Regions from separate parts of the Canis lupus genome. Here region 2 is linked to region 1. A link is a contact called in public Hi-C data. All regions are on one chromosome and are shown on one strand. The core of a region is the stretch at or near the end of the contact, and the rest is flanking DNA. Distances in the headings are between cores, read along the strand shown.

Region 1 (5,474 bases), core at 2,026-4,525:
ATCCCGGAGATCCCGGATCGAGTCCACATCAGGCTCCCTGCATGGAGCCTGCTTCTCCCTCTGCCTGTGTCTCTGCCTCTGTCTCTGTGTCTCTATGAATAAATAAATAAAATGTTAAAAAAAAAAAACTATTCCATGTATTTAAAAAAAAATAAAACTGGACTCAGGGGCAGCCATGGTGGCTCGGTGGTTTGGTGCCACCTTCAGCCCAGGGTGTGATCCTGGGGACCCAGGATCAAGTCCCACGTCGGGGTCCCTACATGGAGCCTGCTTCTCCCTCTGCCTGTGTCTCTGCTTTACTCTCTTTCTCTCTGTATCTGTCATGAATAAATAAATAAAATCTTTTAATAAACAAATAAAACTGGACTCATACTATGTATGCTTTCTGGGTTTTATTATTCTTTACTCTGTATTTCCCCCAAAGTTTTATTGTGAACATTTCCAAATATTCAACAAGGTTGAAAAAAGTTTACAGCTGGGATCCCTGGGTGGCGCAGCGGTTTGGCGCCTGCCTTTGGCCCGGGGCGCGATCCTGGAGACCCGGGATCGAATCCCACATCGGGCTCCCGGTGCATGGAGCCTGCTTCTCCCTCTGCCTGTGTCTCTGCCTCTCTCTCTCTCTCACTGTGTGCCTATCATAAATAAATAAAAAAAAAAAGTTTAAAAAAAAAAAATAAATAAAATCTTTAAAAAAAAAAAAAAAAGTTTACAGCTGACACGTGAATCCTTACCACCTAGATGCTACCATTGCCATTTTACCAGGTTTCCTTTGTCACATATGTATCCCTGTGTCCATCCCTGTATCCACCAATCAATCCATCTTCTTCTTTGACGCGTTTCGCAGTAAATTGCACACCTCTGTGAGCACGTCTCTAAGTATGTCGCCAAGCGTGCCACTAACTAGTGATCCGTATTTGTTAACGGTGGTTTTCTTTGCAATAAACTTGACGCACAGTAAACTGCACCGATCTTTGTATGTGTGGATTTTAGCTATTTTTTTTTCTCATTCACTATTTATCATAAGTATTTTGCTTGGAATCACATCAAGCCAACAAATCAATCCAGGAAGGCTGAACAACTTTGCGAGATACGGTCTCCCGCTCCGGGAGCTGGGCACATCTCATGTCTTCTTGTTGGCTCTTGGGAAAGCTAAGGAATTTTCAGACAGGCTCCTGCACTTTTTACATCAAGCTTATTGCTAGATATTTGAGAGTTTGTTGCTTTTGTGAAAGGACTTTGTTTCAATTCTAATTTCCAAAGGACTACTGTAGGTACATAGAAAGGTGGTTGGTTTCTGTGTATTTAGTATCCAGCAGTGTAATGGAAGTTTCTGCTGGGTTGGAATAGCTTTTTCGGGCGTTCTTTGGGCTTTTTTAGGTCTAGAAATCAGGCTAGCCAAACAATGATTCACACACCCCTCTAGAATAATTATACCTCATTTCTCTGCCTCTGATTTATGTCACCCTGGCTAGACCTTCCAGAACAATCTTACAGAACAATGGTAACGATGAGTTTTTGAATCTGGTCCCTCATTATCAGGGAATTTGTCCAGGGCAGCGATTCACAACTGGGGGGACTCCAGGGTCAGTGGAGGGGTGCTTTGCTGGGGCCAAGTTGGGGCATGGGTGGTTTGAAAACTCTCCACAGGCGATTCTGAAAAGCGCCACCTCTCTGGGGTTAGATAAAACCACAGTCATGTTTCACCAAAGATTTAAGTTTTCATTTAAAATAGCTATCATCATGGGGCACCTGGGTGGCTTGGTCGGTTAGGCAGCTGCCTTCGGCTGGGGTTATGATGCTGGAGTCCTAGGATCGAGCCCCTCGTCCAGCTCCCTGTTCAGTGGGGAGCCTGCTTCTCCCCCTCCCGCTGCTTGTGCTCTGTCTCTCTCACTTACTCTTTCTCTCAAATAAAATAAAATGGGTATCGTCAAACGAAGTGTCTTTTGTTTCTTAGTTTATACAGTGTTTATCAGAACTTGATGCTGTAATGGTGTGAGTCTGTCAGCTAAAGGGATAGAACCATTTTATGGAGCTATTATCCACATGCCGTACAGTTCACCCGTGTGAAGTGTTCAAGTCAGTGATTTTTAGTATATGCCCGGGGTTAACCATCACCAGAGTGGTTCGAGAGTATTTCCACCTCCACGGAAAGAAGCCCCGGTCCCTGCCAGCAGTCCTTGGGCCCCCTGCTCCCAGCCCCTGGCAGCCACCAGCCTCTCCCTGTCTCCTCGCCGGCTCTCTGGATGTTTCGTGCAAACGCACTCAGATCACTTATGGTCTTTTGTATGTGGCTTCTTTCAGTTGACATCATGTTTCTTTTTCTTTTTTAAGATTTTATTTCTTTACTAGAGACACAGACGGGCAGAGACACAGGCAGAGGGAGAAGCAGGCTCCCTACAGCAGCCCAAGGTGGGACTCGAACCCAGGACCCCGGGATCACGCCCTGAGCGGAAGGCAGACGCTCAACCACGGAGCCCCCAGGCGCTCCAACATCATGTTTTCCAGGTTCATCCGCGTAGTAGTAGGAGAAAAGTCATTTCCTGATTTCTTTTTACCGAGGTGGCCTGGCTCAGCGCGGGCCGGCACAGCAGAGCTGGAGGGCGTGGCCGCGGCGTCCGGGGGCGGGTCCGGGTCCGAGCGGCCCCATTCACCGCCCGGGCTCAGCGCCTTCGCGGGACCTCTCCGCACACCTTCGGCCGGAATCTGTAAAAGCCCATCCTGTGCGCTGTGCGGCGGGCCCCCGGCTGTACTCACCGGCCCCCCGGCCCCCGGCTCCGACCCGGCCCCCGGCCCCGTCCCCCTCCCCCTGGGCCCCGCGGTATTCACCGACCCCGCCCCCGGCTGTACTCTCCGGCCCCGCCCCCGCCCCCGGACCTGGCTGTACTCTCTGGCTCCGCCCCGGCCCCGCCCCGGCCCCGGCTGTACTCTCCGGCCCCGCCCCCGGCCCCGCCCCCGGCCCCGCCCCCGGCCCTGGCTGTACTCTGGCCCCGCCCCGGCCCCGCCCCGGCCCCGCCCCCGGCTGTACTCTCCGGCCCCGGTCCGGCCCCGCCCCCGGCCCCGCCCCCGGCTGTACTCTCCGGCCCGTCTCCAGGGTCCCCCGGTGGGCGGCCTCCGAATGCCTCTGCTGCTCTGTCACCGCCAGTCCGCACACGCGCCGGGCCTCTGTCGCCCAGCAAGCCCCCGGTCCCCGCGCTGCTGCGTCCCGTCGCTCTGCCCTCGATCCCGCGGCCCGCCCCCCGCGCGGCGCCTCCTCTCCCGGGCTCTGCCGTCCCCGCCTGGGCGCCCACTCTGTCTCCCCCTGGTGGCCCCCGTCGGGCTGCACGCCCTGGCTGATCCGCACCGCCCTCCCGCGCCCACGACCCCGACCCCGATGCGGGCGCTCGGTGGCTTCGCAGGAAATATTTCTTTCGTCCGGGTCGCTCGACCTTGCGCTGGTGACACGGGGGGCCAGGTGATTCTCCCGGCGGGGACGCAGCGAGGAGTGCTGTCCCGTGTGCCCGCGGCTTCTACCGACCAAGGCGCGGTAGCACCCTGGGGGCGCGACAAGCCGAAATGGCCCCAGGCATCGCGACTGTCCCCTGAGGGCCAAATCCTCGCCAGGCTGAGATTCCCTGTGAGACGTCAGTGACAGAAGGAAGCAGTGCTGGTGAGATGGGCTGCGTGGGGGCACCGACTGGCCCCAGGACGCCCCTGTCCTCGGCTCCCTCCGGCTGAGTCGGAGCAGAATGAGACCACAAGCAGGGCAGGGGGAGGACAAGCATTCCTTGTCCCCAGCGCGTCCCCATCCCCGCGGCTCTCTAAAGCCAAACCCAGCCCATGCCGCCACTCGGGCGACCTGCTGTCCTCCTGTGCCCCGCCGCTCCCACACACCTGTTCCCTGCCTTGATTATGGCTCTCCTAGGCTGCCTGCACCCGCGCTGCGCTCCCCCAACGCGGGGACCCCCATCCCGTCCCTCCCCGGCTTCTCTGCCACAGGCTCTCCCGCCCGCTCACGTGGGGCCCCGGGCCCAGGCCCATGAGCCCGAGGACAGCAGGTGCCGCAGTCCCCGGCCGGGCGCGGTGCAGTAGCACACCTTCCTGGGGGCAGCCGCCCCCGGGAGGCTGAGCAATTTGCCCCAGGTCCCCTCACTCCTAAGTGGCAGGAGCAGAATGCGGACCCAGCCCCTCCGACTCCAGGCCTGGGCCCTTCCAAGGCTCGATGGCCTGCGGCTCTGAGACAGCGGCTCTCACTGGGGCGCCTTTGCTCAGGACAGCTTGGAGGCGAGGAAGCTTCTGGCATGTGGGGGGAGTACCGGGCTGTGCTCCCCTGTTCACACCTCCTCACCCCAGGCGGTTGCATCCCTCGCCACCAGAAGCTTGTAACAAAAGCCCCTTCTCAACTGTGGCCAGAAGGACCTTCCCGCAATGCTAAGCCCGCCAGGAGCCTCCCTCCCCACAATCAAGTCCGGGAAGGGTCCTTTTCTGTTCCATCCCCGGCTCCCTCTGCCCACCACCTGCCACCCCGGGGCCAAAGCCTTCACGCCTCTGTCCTTGCTTCAGTGGTACCCTGGGTCAGTGTCCTCTGACCTCAAATCTTGACCGTATTTGTCTTCTCAGAATCTAGAACAGCACCTGGAACGCCAGAAGTCCTCAACAAATGCTAACAGCTGGAATGTATGAGTGGTTGGAATGCTTCGGTGGGAATTTTTGTTTTAATTGTTAAAGAAGATTCATTTATTTATTTGAGGAAGGGCAGAGGGAGAGAGAATCCTGAAGCAGACTCCTCGCCTGCCGCGGGGCTCGATCCCAGAACCCCGAGACCAGGAACCAAGCTGAAATCAAGAGCAGGCCGCTTTACCAACTGAGTAGTGGGGACTTAAATAGTGAACACAATCCTTTAAAATGATTGGGCCTTATTTAACAGCACTTCTTTCGATTGGCTTCGTGGCTTTCAAAGAGACTCAGCTGTGTCTATTGTTACATCCATCTCTCCCTCCTCTTAAAAACAACTAGTGTAATGGAAGGGCAATTGCTTGGAACATTGGGCCAACACAGTTGCAGGTTATGATTCACTCTTACAGTCTCTGCCACCTTTGAAATATGAGGATGGGATGCTTGGGGGGCTCAGTGGTTGAGCATCTGCCTTCCTCTCGGGTCCTGAGATCGAGTCCCACATCGGGCCCCCCGCAGGGAGCCTGCTGCTCCCTCTGCCTGTGTCTCTGCCTCTCTCTGTGTGTCTCTCATGAATAAATAAATATTTGTTTAAAAAAAGGAATATGAGGAACAGAGTTTGAATCCTACCTCCAGACTTGTCTTTTTTAAAAAATTCATTTGAGGGGCAGCCCTGGTGGCTCAGAGGTTTAGCGCCGCCTTCAGCCCAGGGTGTGATCCTGGGGACCCGGAATCGAGTCCCACGTCAGGCTCCCTGCATGGGGCCTGCTTCTCCCTCTGCCTGTGTCTCTGCCCCTCTCTCTCTCTCTGTGTCTCTCAAGAAT
Region 2 (5,474 bases), core at 1,742-4,241, 160 kb before region 1:
CTCTGCCTCTGCCTCTGCTTGTGCTGTCTCACTCACTCTCAAGTAAATAAATAAAATATTTTAAAAAAACGCTTAATGAACCAACACGTATTTCCCATTTTGAGTATGATATGCATTCACTCTTTTGCACTTTATGAAATTACCTTTTTCTTTACATACGGATAATCAATCCATCCATAAGCCCAACTATACATTAGAGACAAAATTGAAGATATATAGGATCCACTTATCTAGATAGCTGTAGATCATACGTGTATTTTCTATTATGCTAATGCTCGCCCACCAAGGGTCTGTGAGCACAGTTTCAGAAACCGGAAATTATGGTAAATCCTCACGCTGCAGGAAGGAGCTGGCCGGAGAGCCCCACTGCTTCTCACCCTGCACTGGGGCGCCTGCTGCTGTGCCTGCGCTGCCGACCTTGCAGGGCTTGCGTGCAGTTAGCTCACTTGTTCCAAGGGTTCTGACCTACTCGCTTTAATTCATTTTGCTGTCGCAGCCCTTCTTCCGATTTTTGAAACTATTTGTAATCTTTGCTTTCCGGGGAAAACCAGGGCGCGGGCAACCTTGAGCTGTCTATCCTGTGTTAGCATCCTGTGGCAGATTAGCAAACTGATAGATACATTTAAAAATTATTGAAAGTGTATCCTTTCTCATAATAATGTTTTTCAGTGTGGCATAAAATTTGTTAATAGACCCACACATTTGTTTCTCTCTGTAAAAATTTAAAGACCCAAAGTAGATAAACTTAGTTTTCCCATTTAATGTTAATCTTATTTGGAAATGACTTAGATGTTCACTGAATAGCCATTATTAGGTTTAACTTAGCATAAGCTTTGACCTAATTTATATCTATTTAAATTACTTTTTTTAAAAGATTTTATTTTTTTAAGTGATCTCTGCACCCAATGTGGGGCTCAACCTCACGACCCCAGATAGAGTAGCACCCTCTACTGCTTGAGCCATCCAGCCCCCTCCTGTAAGTTACTTCTTTTGAACAATGAAGCTTGGATCAGATATCAAATAAATAGTTAACTACTGAAGAAATACTTCTATTAAACCAACAAATTTATTTTGTATTTATTGAAGATCATCGCAGGTCATGTGAACTTGAAAAAAACATTTAGGTTCCTTTCTACATTTCTGAGAGTATACTTGATTTATAGAAACACTTAATTTTCTTGAAGCCAATTAAATAGAGCTCTTTGCAAATTAGTTTCGGCAATACCATCCAGAGGTAGAAAAATATCACACATCTAGAGCACACCCACACAGACATAGAGACATACAGACATACAAATAGACCCAGAGCTCTTTATAGTTTTTGTTTTAAGAATGTTTGCTGTGTCTTGGGTACAAAACTCAGGAAAAAAGTAGTTAGGGGGCGCCTGGGTGGCTCAGTGGTTTAGCATCTGCCACTGGCTTAGGTTGTGACCCTGGCGTCCCGGGATCCAGTCCCACATCGGCCCCCCGCGGAGAGCCTGCTTTTCCCTCTGCCTGTGTCTCTGCCTATCTCTCTCTCTCTCTCTCTCTCTGTGTCTCTCATGAATACATAAATAAAATCTTTAACAAAGAAAGAAAGAATTGAGATATAGTCTCTCTGCTCTCCATTGGGGAAGGAAAGACTGATGTGCTACCCCAAGCCTCGGCTTCGGTCACTTGTTCCCCGATTTATGCTTTCTTTGTCTAAAAGCTTGCTGTGCTCACTTCTTGGGGTCTCATAGTTCTGTGGGCTCCCATACGGACACAATTAAATTTTTCTCCTGTTAATCTGTCTTCTGTCAATTTCATTATTAGACTCGCCAGAGAACCCAGAAGGGAAGAAGGGTAAAGTTTGCTGCCCCGACGATGTACTAGATTTCATTTATGAGAATATCTTTACATGTGAACATAGAAAACAGGTAAGAAATCCACTGAAGTCTCAACCACCCGTGGGATTTCACTGCCTAGCAGGATTCGGGTGTGTTTTACATTTTTCTTCTTTTTAGCTTGGTTACATTTTCTAATTTTTCTACCATTAAGGTGTATTACTTTTGTAACAGGGAACAGTCTTTGCTTGTTTTCTTAAAAACACTCAAGTAGGGATCCCTGGGTGGCGCAGCGGTTTGGCGCCTGCCTTTGGCCCAGGGCGCGATCCTGGAGACCCGGGATCGAATCCCACGTCGGGCTCCCAGTGCATGGAGCCTGCTTCTCCCTCTGCCTGTGTCTCTGCCTCTCTCTCTCTCTGTGTGACTATCATAAATTAAAAAAAAAAAAAACACTCAAGTAGACACAATAATCATGGAAGAAATATTTTTGGCTGTTTTTTTTAAAGATATTATTTATGTATTCATGAGAGACACAGAGAGAGGCAGAGACACAGGCAGAGGGAGGAGCAGGTTCCCTGCGAGGAACCGGATGCAGGACTGGATCCCAGATCCCAGGGTCACAACCTGGGCCCAAGGCAGGCACCCAGTCGCTGAGCCACCCAGGCGTCCCTTCTGGCTGCTTTTTTTTTTTTTTTTTTTTTTTTTTTTTTTATTTATGATAGTCACACAGAGAGACAGAGAGGCAGAGACACAGGCAGAGGGAGAAGCAGGCTCCATGCACCCACCGGGAGCCTGATGTGGGATTCGATCCCGGGTCTCCAGGATCACGCCCTGGGCCAAAGGCAGGCGCCAAACCGCTGCGCCACCCAGGGATCCCCTCTGGCTGCTTTTTAATGCAGATTTCATTACTTGAAGATTCTCAAATCTTAATTGCAAAACCCCAAGAGAACAATTCCCAGTCCTCCTAGATTATTCTGCTCCTAAAAATCTTTAGGAAAGAAGAAGCCAGCCCAAAACTGGTGTTAATGTTTCGTCGGCCGCTGGTCGGTCTCCATCTCTCTTCCGTATAAATTCCCTAGCCGTTGCCACCCGTCACGAAAGCATTCTGCAAATACCTGTGCTGCAACCTTTGAGCTTTAATCTCTCCTTAGTGGCGCCTTCTATTTTCTCCACAGCTTCCCGCACTGTATCCCTTGGAGCGGCGGCTGGGACCTCGGCGGCGGCGGCCGCTCTGGGAGCAGAGCGCTACTGCCATCTGGTGGCCACAGGCTGGAGCTGCCGCTCCTCATCCCACCGCGCGCGGGGCCCAACACGGGGAGCGCGGGGGTGGACCAGGCTTGGCCTCAAATTACTTTGAGTATAATTCGATGCCAAAAATGTTCCATTTCCCGGGACGCCTGGGGGGCTCAGCGGTTGAGCCTCTGCCTTCGGCTCAGGGCGTGACTCCAGGGTCGGGGATCGAGTCCCACGTCGGGCTCCTCGCATGGAGCCTGCTTCTCCCTCTGCCTGTGTCTCTGCCTCTCTGTGTGTGTCTCATGAATAAATAAATAACATCCTTTTTAAAAATGTTCCATTTCCCAGCCATTTTTAAGAGTTCACCATAGACCCTAAGTCTGCTTCATTTGGAACCCCTTAAGTGTAGTCGTTCAGGCAGGTGGAAGTATTGTAGACATTCGCACATTATTCTGGAACGGGTGCGGAGGAAACTGAGGGGTCCTTCTGTCCGAGGAGGCGAACCTGGTGGCCGGGCACCGAGGTAGAAGGGGAGTCTGCATAGACATGGAAACGCATTAATTACATGGTGGGGGTTTTAAGCCATTTTCAAGCCGCCTTGTGTTAACGCCAGGTACTCCGCGAACGGGCCCACTGGTCCGCTGCAGGTCACCTGACCCTCGCAGCAGCCTGCTGACAGGGGGAGGCGGCTGGGCTGTGCCCATTTCCCCGACAGCCCTGACAACAGTCACCCCCCCACGCTGGCACGCCCGGGGGGGGGGGGGGCGGCAGGCCGGGTCCTCCTGGCTCCTCGCCCCGCCCTGCGCTAGCTCCCTGAGCCCCTCCGGAGCGCGATCCAGTTGTGCCCAGCGTAGCTCACATCACGTCGAGGCCCGCAGGCAGAGAGGCGGGCTGGATCTACCTCCCCGACGCCCGCGTAGCGCTAAGCCAGAAGCAAAACCGTCCCCGAATGTCCTCAGCCGAAAGCAGCGCCGCAGCCCGAGGTCATCCGTGGGCGCATCACACTCGCAGGCCTGTGCCCCGTGCCTCTGCCGGCCTTGCTTTTCCCCCCTGTGAAGTGGGCGGCGGCGGGCAGGACTCCTAGCGCCCGGCGCCGGCGCCTCGCGAGACTTGCGGGAGGGATCTGCACGGGGAAGGCCGCGGCCCCGACATATGCTTATGAAAACATCCTCCGATATTTTGGGGCAGGGGGCAAAGTCATAGTGTGCGCTCACACGCACGCGTAGCTCTCCGTGGAGCGGCGCGGCCAGCCTGTTCGCACCCGCCTTAGGCCGCACGGGCGCAGCCGCAGGGACGAGCGGGCGCACGCGCCCTGGCTGCCTGGGGATGCGTGTCCCCGGCCCGGCAGCGCGGGGTCGGCAAACAGCAGCCCGCGTGTGGTTTTCAGACGTGAGCGTTTGCTCGCTGTGACCTTTTGCACCAATTTCGATTTTTACGAGCTTCTCCCTGTGCGTCTGTGCTCTCGCTCAGATACACGGATAACATCTTGAAGGAAAGAGGAGCGGCCGAGTGACGGTGCGGACCCCAAGGGCATGCAGTCCCGCCCGCCGCAGCCATTCGGAGCTGCCGTCGTGGCCCCGGCACCGCCACCTCTCGGGGGAGGGCTAACCCGGGCCGCGGCCTGGAGGGGCCTCCGCGCAGGCGCAGTACAGCTGTGTGCAGGCGGGGGGGGGGGGGGGGGGGGCCCAGCCCGCAGAGCCCGCAGCGCTGGCGCCTCCGAGAGCCTCGCCCCCCCCCCCCCCGCCCCGTGGCCCCGGGGCTCCCCCTCCGGCGGTGGAGGCCACGTAGCTGCGGCGCGGCCTTTTCGCTCCGGGCGCCTCGGTTCCGGCCTCGCAGGCTGCCAGAGGCCTACGTTGTCCCCCGCGGCCGCCGGCCACCGCGCCCAGGGCGCCCGGACGGCGCGGGGGAGCGGCCGGGGCCTCGCCGCGGCCCTTCCCGGACCCAGGCCCGCGGGCGGCACGTCGAGGGCTCCGAGCCACCCCGCGGAGCGGCGAGCTCTTCCCGGGTCGGTGCCCGCGCGCAGCGACGCCGTCACACGGGCCGATTAGCCGGTGCTGTGAAGCGCTTCCCTTAAACTAATTCCACTGCGATGAAACCATTTATGCTCATTTCCCAGGGGAATCTGCCTACAATTGCAGGGCAGGAACAGCAATCTGGCCGGGGCGTCTGCGTGTGGGAAGGAGGAAGAGCAGATTCCAGAAGGCCCTGGGCCTCCAGCCGCAGGCCCCGGCGCGCGCTTCCAAACGCCCCGAGACGCGCAGCCTCTGCCTTCGGACTTCGCTGCGGGCAAACCTCGTTCCAAAGTGAGAGGACAGAGGAAACGAACTAGGGGTGGTGGAAGGGGAGGAGGGCGGGGGTGGGGGTGACTGGCTGGCGGGCACTGAGGGGGGCACTGGACGGGATGAGCACTGGGTGTCATTCTGTATGTTGGCAAAT

What was found. A called contact is a pair of places that touch in the nucleus more often than the background predicts.
Region 2: a contact with region 1 is called in a Hi-C map of skin fibroblasts, with 2.3 times the contacts expected there. The contact joins two enhancer-like sites. A contact is called at or near these places in 2 of 9 Hi-C or Micro-C datasets (blood and skin fibroblasts).

Annotation. Positions count from the first base shown.
Region 1 is chrX:6,650,397-6,655,870 of UU_Cfam_GSD_1.0, reverse strand. No RefSeq gene overlaps it. Among named protein-coding and RNA genes, the nearest start is that of WWC3, 26 kb to the left of the region's middle. Within about 2 kb of position 3,275, at least 9 of the 20 cell types and tissues checked have an H3K27ac peak or open chromatin away from gene starts, as enhancers often do.
Region 2 is chrX:6,805,853-6,811,326 of UU_Cfam_GSD_1.0, reverse strand. LOC111094805 (a long non-coding RNA gene) reads left to right here. Exons shown (of 3, transcript XR_005385894.1): 2 at 1,795-1,898; 3 at 2,981-3,416. Among named protein-coding and RNA genes, the nearest start is that of CLCN4, 7.3 kb to the left of the region's middle. Within about 2 kb of position 2,991, at least 2 of the 20 cell types and tissues checked have an H3K27ac peak or open chromatin away from gene starts, as enhancers often do.